2 separate regions of the Mus musculus genome follow, and region 1 is linked to region 2. The links are chromatin contacts, called in public Hi-C maps. All regions are on one chromosome and are shown on one strand. Each heading gives the region's core, a stretch centred on a gene start, on an enhancer-like site or on the middle of the called end of the contact. The rest is flanking DNA. Distances are from core to core; before and after follow the strand shown.

Evidence for each region. Hi-C and Micro-C count contacts between places; a contact is called where the count stands out from the background.
Region 1: a Hi-C map of cerebral cortex shows a contact between it and region 2, with 3 times the contacts expected there. The contact joins the enhancer-like site here to the promoter of Accsl in region 2. A contact is called at or near these places in 14 of 39 promoter capture datasets (the C10 cell line, the HPC-7 cell line, cranial neural crest and 7 more), 6 of 15 datasets of contacts at CTCF or cohesin (the NIH/3T3 cell line, embryonic stem cells, pro-B cells and 1 more), 77 of 484 Hi-C or Micro-C datasets (8-cell embryo, the AtT-20 cell line, B cells and 30 more), 16 of 115 datasets of contacts at active chromatin or transcription factors (PVALB interneurons, embryonic stem cells, microglia and 1 more) and 1 of 9 other capture datasets (embryonic stem cells).

What each region holds. Positions count from the first base shown.
Region 1 is chr2:93,932,845-93,939,973 of GRCm38.p6, reverse strand. No RefSeq gene overlaps it. Among named protein-coding and RNA genes, the nearest start is that of Gm39884, 5.7 kb to the left of the region's middle. Within about 2 kb of position 1,268, at least 13 of the 459 cell types and tissues checked have an H3K27ac peak or open chromatin away from gene starts, as enhancers often do. A contact at or near this core is called in the P5424 cell line, PVALB interneurons and cerebral cortex, where this site is marked.
Region 2 is chr2:93,865,796-93,872,892 of GRCm38.p6, reverse strand. Accsl (1-aminocyclopropane-1-carboxylate synthase (non-functional)-like) reads left to right here and starts at 3,736. Exons shown (of 15, transcript NM_001033452.4): 1 at 3,736-3,871; 2 at 6,664-7,097. The coding sequence starts at 3,850.

The DNA of each region.
Region 1 (7,129 bases), core at 19-2,518, 70 kb before region 2:
GAAGAGAAAGAGACGAAGAGACGAAGAGAGGGAGTGCCAGAACCCCGTCCCTTTTAAGGAGAATTATCCTCCGCCTAGGACGTGTCACTCCCTGATTGACTGCAGCCCATTGGCCCAGTTGTCATCACAAGAAAGGCAGAGCACTTGGCGGGAAAACTGCCCCTGCACATGTGCAGATTATTTACTACTTAGAACACAGCTGTCAGTGCCATCTTATAATGGCAAATGTGAGTGCGGCTCCCCACAAGAAAAGCCGATGCTGAAGGGTCTGCTCCCCCCAGACTTACCCTGTGGCTCTAGCATCCACCAACAATTCCCACTCATCAGTTCTTTCTATGGAGTTTGCTAATCAGAGATTTAAAATGTGTGTATGTGTGGGTGCCTGCATGAGTTTATATGCACAGCATGTGTAAATGTACCACCGAAGGCCAGGAGAAGGCCCCAGACTCCCTGGAGCTGGAGTTAAAGACAGTTATGAACCACCAGGCATGGGTGCTAGGAGCCAAACCCAGGTCCTCTGCAAGAGAAACAAGCGTTACCACCCACTGAGCCATCTCTCCAGTCCCGAATCAGTACCCTTTTAAAACCTTCACGTGCTTCCTCTGTGTTCTAGTTGCCATGAAGACTGCTCTTCCCCACAGCCCATTTGTTTATTTGCGTATTTGCTTATTTATATCACTATGGACTCGTGGTTCATGATTTATTTAATGTATTATTGTTTTATTATTTATATGTGTGTGTGCTTATATGGTGTGTTTATATGAGTGTGAAGTGTGGATTGTGAATGGGCACATGCATCACTATATGTACCTGGTCGGAGGACACCTTTATGGAGCTAATTTTTGACTTCTTGCTTTATGTGGGTTCTAGGGATTGAAATCAGGCCATTGGGTTTGCAGAACAAGAGCCTTTTCCCATTGCACTTTCTTACTGGCCTTTCTACCGTAGTTTCAGGGACAGAATCTTTCACTAAGCCTGGAGCTCACTGATTCTGCTAGTCTGACTGACCAGCAAGCCTCTGCCTCCCCAGTGTAGGATTTTTACTCTGGATCTGAAAGCAGGCCCTCACCATTGGGCGGCAAACATTCTACCAACAGAGACATCTCTGCACTTCTGTATTGCTTATCTCAAAGCTTAAGTCGGGCTTGGTTAGTGGGAGCCCACTGACACTTCCCTTCCTTCCTGTGCCAGTGATTAGAGTCTGTGCTGCGCCTCCCTAACTGCAAGTGCTCACTCCTGGCAAAGCACTTAACACCCATCCAGCAGATGAGCACTAACCTATAAAGCGCCAGCAATGCTGCAGCTGGCAGAGTGCTCTGCAGGAAATAACCGAACTGTGCATAGGAAGTCCTCAGAGCACCGGGAGTGTTTATCACTCATTTAACACGTGAGTGCCAGGCTCCGCTCTAAATGCTTACACTTATCAATCCATTCCGCTGAACCTGTGCAGTAACTAGCATTATTTCTTTATGTCAAAGGGGAAATAGGCTTAGGGGCTGGAGAGATTGGGTCAGCACTTGAGAATGCATACTGATCATGCAGAAGACTCGAGTTTGGTTCCCAGCACACATATCAGGTGGCTCAGAACCTCCTGAAACTCCAGCTCCAGGGGATCTGATACACTCTTCCGTGGTCACCTGCATATACACAGACACAGAAAGACACACACACATACAAACTCATACAGAGAGACAGACACACAAACAGACAGACATACATACACACACAGAGACCCAAGGACACACACACACACACAATACAGGTACACAGACAGACACACACAGACACACACACACTTTTTAAAAGAAATAGGCCAAGAGTAAGGAAATGTCTTGTACAAGGTCTCACCAACAATGGTCAATGGATCAAGGCTTTAACCCAGATCTGTTTGCTCTAGTGGTTGATTATGACCAAAACGTGACAGAAATTTCTACACTGATTGGAGAGAGGTGGTGTCGCGTCCGCTCTCGACCAGCAAGAACGACAAGACCACCAGTTCTTCTAACAGCAGTTTATTCAGCATACTTCAATCTTCATCTCTCTCGCTTCATCTTTTTCTCCCTCTCTCTTTTTCTCCCCCGAACCCTGGGCCTCTCACTCTTATATACTCTCAGCCCCCATCCAACTCACGGCAGGCCACGTCACCTCACCAGGCACGCAGCTTCAGCCAATCAGGGTGGCAGGGGCATGTCTCCACCAAATATGGACTTGTTTACACTGCCAGCATCATGGTGCACCTGCGCAGCTCTCATGATGGTCATGGCTTATTTTCAGGTGTATGAGGAAGTCAGATGCAAGTCATAAGACTTAGCTGAAGTCCCAGGCGCCATCTTGGGATTGCTGCCACACCCGCTCCTCACAAGGTGGATGGAGTGAGACCAGCATGGATGCTATAATCCAGAGTATAGGGTGTGAAGGTCCAGACCCCACAGCGGCTCCTGAATGTCATCTCAGCTGTTGACATTGTCACAATATGTCTCCATCATCTATTAGGCAGAACTGTATAGTCTGTCTCCATGCTGCCTCCTACCCATCCCTCTACCACACTCCCTTGACTAGGCAGCTTCACTCTACTGATGGCTTGGGGGGCAGTCCCCCTCTTCCCGTGCTCCTAATACTTGACCCCTGGACTGATGGCAATGACTTTGACCACTGGTCCTCTCCTTAGCAGTTAGCATTGCTGTAGTTCCACAGTTATTCCCAGGGTTGCTCAGCTCCTGTCTAGTGGACTTGGAGGTCTATGAAAACAGACAGCATGTCTGCTATTGATTTTTTGAAGCTCTTGGGTCTGTCTGACTTAAGGTAAGTGCTCACTAGATACTCACTGTATGTGCGAGTCACCAGCCTTTTGCTTTCTCTTCTATCCAACACTATTCTTTCCCAAGAGTCCCATACCAGAGGCATTCAACTTTAAAGGATAGTGTAGTGATGCCTCAGAGAAGGGAAGGGCCTCATCCCAAACCCTACCCTAGCCAAGTGTGTCAGTGGGGTCCATTGTGGTTCTCAGTTCAGATGTATGCACTGTGCTCCATGTTCTCCTTCACTCAAGTGTTCACATCCTCGGCTCCACGACAAAGCTCTGGGATTCTGGAGATCCATACCGGGGGACTTAGGTGGTAAACAGTTCATAGGAAACACAGCCTCTTGTGTCCTGATCCTTGCTTTTGAGGCTTATGAGATTGGTTATTGTTGGTGATTTATACTCAGCAGCATGCTTGGCTGCCTAGGCCCGTGCCTAACTGGGGACACACCTTCCACCTTCAGGAAAGACCAAACCCACCTGTAATGGTAGATGTCTGGGATAAACCCAGGAGATTAGAAGACAGACTCTAGAGATCAAGTCATTTGACACGATTGACCAGATTGACCAATACAGAACCTGATATGTGTCCATACCAAGTTCACCACCACAGGAACACAAGTGACTAAACATTAACAGGTAAAGGCTCCTTATACCCTGAGCAGGGAGCTGGAGCCAGTGGGGAAAATGCAGGGCCATTTCTCTATATCAGAGTCATTGAATGTGCTGGTGAGCTGCAGAGTCTTTGATCTGAGAGGTCTTAGTTCCTTTTCTGTTGCTGTGATAAAATACCTAGACATGGCCAACTTACGGGAGGAAGGGTTTATTTCGAGTGCCGGTCAAGAATGATGCAATTCCTTATGAAGAAAACATGGCAGTGGGGTCAGGAGCCTGGCTGGTCACATTGCATCCACACTCAGGAGGCAGAGAGTGAAGTCAGGCTATAAGCCTCAAGGACACCCTAGTGACTTACCTCCTTTAAGGAAGCTCTACTTTCTAGAGCTTCCACAACCTCCCCACACAGTGACACCATCTGGGGGCTAAGTGTTCAAACAGATGAGCCTTTGGGGCCACTTAACATTCAGACCACAACCACACTCCACTAACGCTAAATCCTAACCTCTATAATGAGTTCTTTTGTTTCTTATAAAATCTAATCTGCGAAGCTGGGCGTGGTGGCGCATGCCTTTAATCCCAGCACTTGGGAGGCAGAGGCAGGCAGATTTCTGAGTTCGAGGCTAGCTTGGTCTACAAAGTGAGTTCCAGGACAGCCAGGGCTATACAGAGAAACCCTGTCTCAAAAAACAACAAAACAAAACAAAAAAAAAATCTAATCTGCAGTATTACTTGTATGATATTAGACCTTAACATCCAACCTCTTAGAGGAAAGGCCATGTAGTAAACCTGGCATGAGCCCAGCCGGTGCCAAGGGTACTGGGGACACTTTTCATCTCTGGCAGCTGGGAACATGTATAATGTTTTTTGCATGGCATGACATGGGGTAGCTCTAACATGTGTGAGTTCCATTTATGGATTCCATATGCATATGCCAGATATTTTTAGACACAGATACTCTGTTCTTCAGTTGGGTTTTGATGTGTAGACTAGAAAAGAAACCTCAGTGTGTATGTGTGTGTGATAATAATTTCCAAGAGATAATCTTAATGAAACTCTATGCTCTTAACAGTCTAAAAAATTACTTTTGTCTTCCCTTGACCCCTGTGTGGGCTGAAGTAGGGCAATTCAATTGCATTTGATATTAACGGGAACTCTCAGACTAAGAAAAAGGAGAGAGAGGCAAACTTAATGAAATTGAAAAGGATGCAGAGCCTAAGGTGTCTCTGGAGATGCTGGAGGAAGATATTTCATTTTCTCTAAAAGAATGAGGTCTTGGGGTTAGGGAGATGGCCCAGTGGGAAGGAGAACTTACTATGCAAGATGAGGCTCTGGGCTCAAGTCCTCGGCACCCATGTACAATGCCAATACAATACAATACAATACAGTGTGTGTGTGTCTGTATATCTGTGTGTGTGTGTGAGTGTCTGTGTGTGTGTGTGTGTGTGTGTGTGAGTGTCTGTGTGTGTGTGTGTGTGTGTGTGAGTGTCTGTGTGTGTGTGTGTGTGTATGTGTGTGTGTGTGTGAGTGTCTCTGTGTGTGTCTGTGTGTGTGTGTGTGTGTGTGTGTGTGTGTGTGTGTGTGTATGTGCATGTGCGCAGGTTCCTGCAACTCCAGCACTGGGGAATGGAGACAGGAGGCTCCTTAGTGCGTGCTGGCCAGTCAGTCTAGCTGAAACAGAGCTTTCAGTACAGTGAGTGACCTGTGTCAGAAATACAGTAGATAGCCTCAGAGGAAGACACCTGACATCTTGCTCTGGCCTTCACAGGCATGCATGGGCAGATGCTTGAGCCCACTTACTTAATTATGCACGTGCAACACACACACACACACACACACACATACACACACACACACACACACACACACACACACACACACACAAGCACATGGGAATATGCTACTACAGAGGTCTCTGGAAACTTGAGGACAGGTTCTCTAGGATAACTCACCCCTGCCTCCATAATTCTTGGTTCTGGAAATTGAGGGCTGGGCCTCCTGCATTCTGGACAAGCACTATAAAAGTGTGCTATATTCTGTAGTCAATGAGGTGTTACTTTATTCATTAAACGAACCTCCTTCCACCCCACAACTGAACTTGGTTTTTCTGCAGTGGATATACAAGGTCCTGTAACACAGGAAAGTTGAACAAGCCAAAGTGCTAGGATACAGAACTGACACTCAGCAGAATGCGCACTCCTGGGAGGCACAGCTCTGATTCTCCTGTTCACTGCGGGCCCCAGCATTGAGAACAGTGCCTGGCACCTGGGGAAGGGTCAGGATAGACTTGTAGAATGACTATCCTAAGATTTCTCAGGGCAAAGCTAAGCAGAGACCTCTCTCCATCTCAGGATGCACATCTGTGAACTCAGAGAGACTCACACAGATGCCGACTTCTTGGGCAGACCACACACTTGGGCGAGTGTGCTGTGGATGCCACTAGTCCAGTATTGGCAGGGGTGGTGCCTTCCGGAGGGCACTGGGGGAAGATAAATCTGTCCTGTGCCTCTTTCCTAGCTTCTAATGGTGGCCAGGAATTGATGGCAGTGCTTGGTTCATAGACACAGCACTCCTATCTCCATCTCCATCTGATCTCCTTTTATTTGTATCCTCTGGTTTTCCCTCCTCCTCCTCCTCCTCCTCCTCCTCCTCCTCCTCCTCCTCCTCCTCCTCCTCCTCCTCCTCTCCGTACTAAGGTTTGAAGCCAGACCCTCTGCATGCTCGCCAAGCACTTTCCCGGTGTGCTATGCTCTGTAGCCTTTTTTCACATGAGCCAAGGAGGTGGCTCGGTGGACAGAGTGCCTGCTTTGCAAGCATGAAAACTTGAGCTCAGATTCCCAGCACCCATGTAAAAGTGTGGGCTTGGTGACAAGTGCCTGCAGCGTTGAGGGATGGAGAGGGTGGATCCTGGGCGGTTCTCTGGCCAGCAAGTGTAACCAAGATGGTAAGCCCCAGGTTTGGTGGAAGGCCCCATCCAAACTATCAGATGGTGGCTCAGCAGGCAAAATTGCCAGCAAGTCTAACAAGCTGAGTTTGATTCCCAGCCCCACATGGTAAAAGGAGAGAACCAGTTCTTACAAATTGTCCTCTGACGTACACCCCCCACATTACCTTGAAAAGAGACCATTGCCCTTGACTTTAGCACAATCAAATCTTTTGCTCTGCACCCTAATTACATTTTAAAAGAGCTACATCCCCCCAAATTCATATTCAGTTACAGGTGAGCGTACCTATTTGGGGGAGAGGTACAATCCAACTCCGGTGCTTCCTTACAAAACACTCCCAAGGTCCATCTCAGCTCTCGCTCAAACACTGATCTGTGAGATCTGTAGGCCATCCACCATGTCCTACGCAGCCCTGCAGAGAATCTGTAGGCCATCCACCATGTCCTACGCAGCCCTGCAGAGAATCTGTAGGCCATCCACCATGTCCTACGCAGCCCTGCAGAGAATCTGTAGGCCATCCACCATGTCCTACGCAGCCCTGCAGAGAATCTGTAGGCCATCCACCATGTCCTACGCAGCCCTGCAGAGAATCTGGGTGGCAGACACAAAAGCCCGTGGGCCAACATTCTACAGATGCACTGTAGGCGGCTCCTACAGCTCCAGCCAACTGCTGCCCGGGCTCTGACCATAGCCTCAAGTGAGGCTCTGAGCCAGGGCTCCTGGCCTAGAATCTCCCCCAAGCCCCGGCACTGAGAGACTGGAAGGTGAT
Region 2 (7,097 bases), core at 2,487-4,986:
GCCCTGGCTGAGACTGCTACACTGGGCTCACAGAAACCAGGGTGATAACCTCACAGCAAAGACAATCTCTAAGTGGCTCCAAGCACAGGTATAACTCGCATGGCCATTGGCTGCCTGCCCCTGGCTCAACTGCAGCGAGCAACCCATGACAGACAGGTCCAGAAAAATCTGGGCTTTGTTTTTTTTTTTTTTTTTCCCTCCCCACATTTAGAATAGAAACCAAAGTCCTAGCTTTGTTTGCTAATTCGGAAATCCATTTTTCATAAATAGCAGCCCTGGAGCCATTGCTACCCCCAGGGCCTTTTCATTTGCTGCTGTTCTGCCTGTAAGACTACTCCACAGAGCTGCATACTCCCTAGGTTCCCGCAGGCTTTTGTCTAGCTCCCTAGGTAATAGCATCCTCTCACGCCTTCAGTCCATTCCAGAGTGCATGTGGCCCACGGGCTGCTTGTGACTGAGACACATACTGTGCGTATGTGCTTATGACTGAGCAAGGCTAATTTGCTCCTGCTGCTCTCTAACGGGGCCAGATGTTGTTGTTTGCAAATCGGGTTCAGAATTCTCTGGAAAGCAAGAACAGCTTTTTTGGGGGGGTGGGGGGCTGTCTGACTTCCCATGCAAACACTAGACAAGTAAACAGAAACAGTGACTTGGTAACTACTGTGTGCTTGGTACCTACTGGGTGCATGGTCCCCATCGGATAAGGGAAGGGACATGCAACATGACTGACCTGGTGGAGTCTGAGTGCTCTGAGAACCAACCATGGGGGAAGAGCTGAGGCCTGAGGGCACAGGGAGGCTGCAGGCAGCATGGACTTTCTGGAGGGAAGGGACCACTCTGAAGGACAGGCCCTGTAGGGTGAGTGGTTTGAAGAAGCTGGAGCCAAGGCCTTTCTAGCCTGTGTCCTCTTCAGCCTCTCACTCTGGGTCATGTCAAATCGCCCAAAGACAAGCACACTACAGGAGGATTCTTCAGGGCCGGTCTCTGTGGCCCGGGAAGACGCCATGTTGGGCCTGGCTTCAGACTAGATTTCACTCAACTAATGCAAGTAGCTTGAACTTGGATGAGGTTGAAGAACCCTGCTGGGTTCAGTGTGTTCTCCTGTAAATTAGACCCTTTGTTTATCAAATTGTCAGGAAGTGTCTTATGTGAGACTCTAGCCCTGTGACACAAAACATAGCAGTGGTACAGACTCCAGGTAGCACCTGCAGCTGGGGTAAGCCTGGTGCTTTCAGGGAGGACCCCTGTTTCTCTCTGAGCCTTTGATCATCACGACCAACCTTTACCTTTCTTTGAGGTGTGTCAGGGGTTCTTGGCAGGCTTTGTCCCCCATGCCTCTATCTCCAGGCTTAGCAGGTTGCTCTCTGGAGGATGCTGGGAGCAGGAGCAGTTGGGAGGAGGAGTCTCCCCTCATCAGCTACTGTTGCCTACTTCTGCTGTCCCCACCTTCAAACCCAGGGCCTTCTAAAGCTGGCCAAGTCAGATGCTGCTCATGGACTCTTGTCTGGTTTTGAAGCAGAACTTTGAGAAAAGGTGTGAGGAAGGACAGGAAGAGGTGGCTGGTGAGTCTGGGATGTGTTTATGTAGGAGACTCTGGCTGAGATTACTCACTCTGTCCAGTCCTCAAAATGCAGACTCTGAACCATCAGGGGATACAGGAAGTCAACAGTTGTGGAGACCTACGAGGGCCTGGCAATGGACCTCAGGCACCTCTAAATTCCAGCCCTTCTGCGGTCACCTACTATACCTCAGGGGCTGAAGGGTGATAGCCATGACTGCACCTGGCCTTTTCTTTATTCGGACTGCAGCCTTTGTGGACCTACACTGACTACCACAAGTTCCATGAATAGCAAAAAAATAAGGACTTAGCGCCCCCTGTTGGCAAATCTGGGTTATGTCTGAATGGCTGGAAGTGATGCCCCAAAGAGGAGGCTCCAAGCCAGCCCAATGTGATAGGTTATAAACAAGGGCTTTTTCTCTAGTAAACTCTTCCTTCTGCTGCCAACATTCACCAAGGGCATACAATTGCTTAATTTTAAAGTTATCATCTTCACTCATTAGTCAATATAATATGGGCTAGAGAGCTGGCTCAGTGGTTAAGAGCACTGGCTGCTCTCCCAGAGGTCCTGAGTTCATTTCCCAGCACCCACATGGTGGTTCATGACCTATAAAGGGATCTGACGCCCTCTTCTGGCATGCAGGTGTACATGCAGCAGAGCACTCATACATAAAATGAATAAAATAAACACAAAATTTAAAAATCAATATACTATACTATACTATAAATAAATGTTAATCAAACATAACCAAGATCCCTCTCTATGTGCCTTGGAACCAGAGAGCAGAGAAGCCTAAAGCCCAGACCTCAGATAAGTGCCTTCGGGCATCCACTCACCCACCCACCCACCCACTCATCCACTGACAAGGTATTAACATCCATTAATGTTATGAATCTCGAGGCAAACAACTTTGGAAAGACAGAAGATTTATTTCCATGCATAGTTTTGAAGGCTTCAGTTCACAGTTGCTTAGCTCTGTTAATATTAGACCAGGTAGCATATCATACTGGGGAGCCGCTGGTGGAGAGGAGAGGAGAGAGAGAGAGACAGAGAGAGAGCCAACAGCACTGCTTTAAGGCCTTAGGAGGAAACTTTCAGTCCAAATCCCAGCAATTATTGAGCTCCTGGTCTTCCTCAGACAGACAGCAATAAATAAGACAGTTGAAGCATCTCTCCTCATGGGGTTTAGATTCTAGATAGGGGAGCTGGAAAGAAACAACACAGAGAAATGAGTCAGGTGTGTTTACCATTTAGAAGAAAATAATGCCATTAAAAAAAAAAAAAACAGAAGGGCGAATGAGGAGGGAAAGTGGCCGTGGGGCAAAAGGAGGGGTGGACGTTAGCAGTCCAGAGTCCTGGGGTCCCTAGACCAGCACCCAACTGTAGCCCAGGGTCTCACTACATAAACCAGGCTGTACCTGAACTCAAGGAGGCCCTCCTGTCTCTGCTTCCCACGTGCTGGGATTAAATGCACGTGCCACCACACCTGGATCATCTTTCCCTCAAAGTTTGAGAGCAGGGCATGGGTATTCTGGAAGGATAGGCTACTTTGGGTCCACATCTGTCCCTAGACAGTCACGGGAGGCTCAGTCACAGCTGAGACATTTCATACAACCCTTCCTGCCCCGTCATGTCAGCACACATCCATCCTCCAGTTAGTCTCCACACCACCTGGGATGTAGTTTTCCTGGCCTCTGTCTTTCCCAAGGAGAAAGGAAGGCTTGCCAAAGCCACACAGGCAAGGGACCCTATGTCCTGGGCCCTAGGGGATGGTGCCTGGGGTTCCTGGTGCTCCCTCCAAGACCTCTTAATGCAGTGGCCCCTCCTGTGCTGACTAAACCCCACTTCAGCCTACTCTCAAATATGGCCTCCTCAGAAACGGGGAGGTACCATAGGCTTCTTTGTGCTTTGAACAGGCTCCTCCCCCTCTGGTTACTTTCCATAGTCAGTGAGCACCCGATTCATCCCGTGTCTTGCCTGTACACACAGGCCCTGGCTCTAGCCTCCTTCGAAGAGCAGGGGCCCTCCCAGCCTGTGAACACTTCAGCTGAAGCCAATACTCTTCAGATTTGCTCCAACCGGATACTCCGAGCCAGTTCTCTGTAATTATGCCAAGGCCATCTAGATAATGGGGAGCTGCTGGGTAGTTGGCTCCAGGAGGGGAAAAGATGGGTCTCATTACCCTGCAAGCCACCTTGTGCTTAAAAGAGAGGGGAGGGGGCGGAGGAGCAAGCTTCTGCTCCCTGAATGACAAAGACACTCCTGGATTTAGACTTCGGACTGCACAGAGATGAGTGAGAACAGAAATGAAGGTGAGCTCGGTGGGGTGACTACGCAAGCCATGAGAATGGAGGGAGGCAGGGACTTTGGGCCACACACAGTGCCCTGGAGCTTAAAAGAAAGTGGAGTTTTATTGTCAAACGGCTTAGACCTAACATTGTAATACAACATTATCCATAAAGCCGGTGCTTGAGAACTGGGTAGTGGAGCTACAGAAGCAAAGCAACAGCAACCTCGGTGTTTTCCGTTTTGACTCTGTGTTGGGTTATGTTCATGGCCGCACTGGGGCACACGAGGCACGGCCACTAGGGGCCGATGTGCCTGGAACCTTCCCTGATAAACACATCCTACTTCTGTGTCTGGTAGACTCAGTTCATTCCTTTGAGCCTCTATTTCTCATCCACAAAGCGAGGCTTGTGGAACTAACTGGAAAGACGGACCAGGTGAAGCCTAGGGGAACCCTACCCTAGCACTGAGCCGATCCCTGCCTGGCTCCTTCCCACCTCCTCTGCTCAAGACCTACCTTGAGCCCGAACTCATGGCAGAGGAACATCGTGCCAGCAGCAGCTTGTCTGACCCTGATGCTGATTTTAACCAACCTGGAGGATCTGGAAGGTAGGTGAGGGCAGACTTAAGGACCCTGAAACCAAGGCAGAGCCAAGGGGTTTGAAGGAGAGGACTGATGAACCCCAGTTCTAATGCTTAGGGCTTGGCTTTAGGGGCAACATTTCTTTGTGCTGCAGCATCATTTACATTTCCTATATAAGAAGTCTTGTCAGAGTCCCCAACTTCTAAGTTCCCTGATGACCTTAGCCCATTTTCACTTCCTTCTTAAAAATACATCTTCCAGGAGAATGCAATTCTTTGTGTGTGGACACTGCGTGTATAGAGAGGGGAGAGGTCACTGTTGAGTGTCTTCATCACGTTCCACCTTGTGCTTGAGATAGAATCTCTTACAGATGCTCTCTGTTTGGGCTAGACTGGCTGGCCACCGAACCTCCTGGATGTTGCAGAGCATGTTTAGTACTTTGAAGTGCTGATACTATACATGTGTAGAAGAAGCAACAAGGTTTTAGACATGTGTGGGTGGGGTTGTTGTTGCTTGGAAAAAAGCTGAGAATCACAGCATATGGTGGAAGGGTCATAAGCCTAGTTTTCTGGGTGGAGGTTGTCTTAAAGAATGAGAGGCAGTGGTAGCCTCAGGCAGCCCCACCACCTGGAGTTTGCTGTCTTGGTTTGTTTCGCTGGCTCATTGAGGCATTAAGAAGGTATTTCTTGGTCGCTCCTGGTATTCTGACCGGTTTTTAGAAACACTGGTAGCATGTTCACTGAGTACAGACCTGGGAGCTTGGTAGAAATGAAGACTTTTTGGTTCTTACCCCAACCTTGATCTAACTGAAGTCCAGGAACTTGGCTTCACTGTCTGAGGCCCGTATCACACTGCTAGGTGATTCAGATGGGCCACAGATGAGCAGCTGCACCCTGGGCTAGGGAGACTAGAAATGAAAGCCCCGAAACAGCTGTCCTGGCACACTAGGAACCTGTGTGAGGGCAGGATGGAGGGACTGGGTATCTGCTGTGACTATCTTGGTGGAGGATGGGGAAACAAGCAAAAAGAAAGGTTTATGTTCTAAAACAGAGGTTGGCAACCCTTTTCTATAAAGGTCGGGATGGTAACTAGTTGAAGCTTTGGGGGGGGGGGGTGCTGGAGCAATGTCTCAGCAGTTCAGGTGTTGATTTTTAGCACTTGCATGTGTGCTCAACAATCTGTAGCCTCAGGTCCAGCATATCCAGCACTCTTCTGATTTCTATGGGCACTGCATGCATGTGGTACACAAACAGAATGCAGGCCAAATATCCATATTCTCTCTCTCTGTCTCTGTCTCTCTCTGTCTCTCTCTCTGTCTCTGTCTCTGTCTCTGTCTCTGTCTCTCTCTCTCTCTCTCTCTCTCTCTCTCACACACACACACACACACACACACACACTGTTTTTCAAGACAGGATTTCTCTATGTAGCTTTGGCTACCCTGAACCTCATTCTGTAGACCAAGCTGGCCTCAAACTTACAGAGGTCTGCCTGCTTCAGCCCCCCAAGAAGCGCTGGGATGAAATATGTGCACCACCACTACCCAGCATAATTAAATAATTAAATTCAAGAGTGTTTAACTGTTGAAGCTCTGAGGGCCGCATGGCCTCCATCACAGCTATTCCACTCTGCCGTTGGCCTCCATCACATCTTGCCTCTGTCTCCCAAGAGCTGGGATGATGGGCACCTGATGCCACACCCAGCTTTTTAACATGGGTGCTGGGGATTGAACTTAGGTCCTCATATTTGTGCAGCAAGCACTTTTCCAACTGAGCCATCTTCCTAGTCCCTGGTTACCTGTTACCTATAGAAACAGGTGAGAGGCCAGGTTTGACCCCCAGGTGACCGTATACTGACCGGTTTCAGTACAATGGTTTACTTGGTACTGGGATTGAACAACACAAGCCCCTCCCTTCTCATTTAGAGCCATCTCTGGTTAGAGCACAGGAAGACCCTAGAAAAGGCCAACTCCCTCTTTTCTCCTAGAGGGCCTTACTGCTTGTTCTCAGGCAGTAAGGACACATTCTAACAGCATCTCAGTAGAATACACCAGCAGCTGGGTGGGGGGACACTTGCATGCGCTCTTGGGCTTTGTGAGCTATTTAGAGCCTAAGCCTCAAGGGTAGAGGTGGGAGAAGCCATCGATGAAGCTGACAATCAGTTCTGTTCCCAACCATGTCAGGACCTCAGGGGAAAGCTGTCTTTTGCTTTCTGTGCTCAATCTCTCTCTCTCTCTAGGCTCCAGCCAGGCTGCCAAGGCTAATAGTGATACCCAGACTCCAAGTCACTTCAAAGTCACCCACCCCAGACTCAGGGATCAGCTGAAGAAGAAGTCCTCCAAAAAGAAGGGCTTCAAATTTGTGCAGGAGAAGATGTTGAAGTTTCAGCATGTCATCAGGAATCAGTTCTTGCAGCAGATAAGCCAGCAGATGCAGTGCGTCCCGCCGGGAGATCAGCAATGCACACAAACCTCCAGGAAGCGGAAAAAGATGGGCTACCTACTGTCTCAGATGGTCAACTTCTTATGGTCTAACACTGTAAAGAAACTGAAGTTCAAAGTACCTCTCCCTTGCTTGGACTCTAGATGTGGCATCAAAGTTGGGCACCAGACCCTGTCACCTTGGCAGACTGGCCAATCCAGGCCTAGTCTGGGTGGCTTTGAGGCTGCCCTT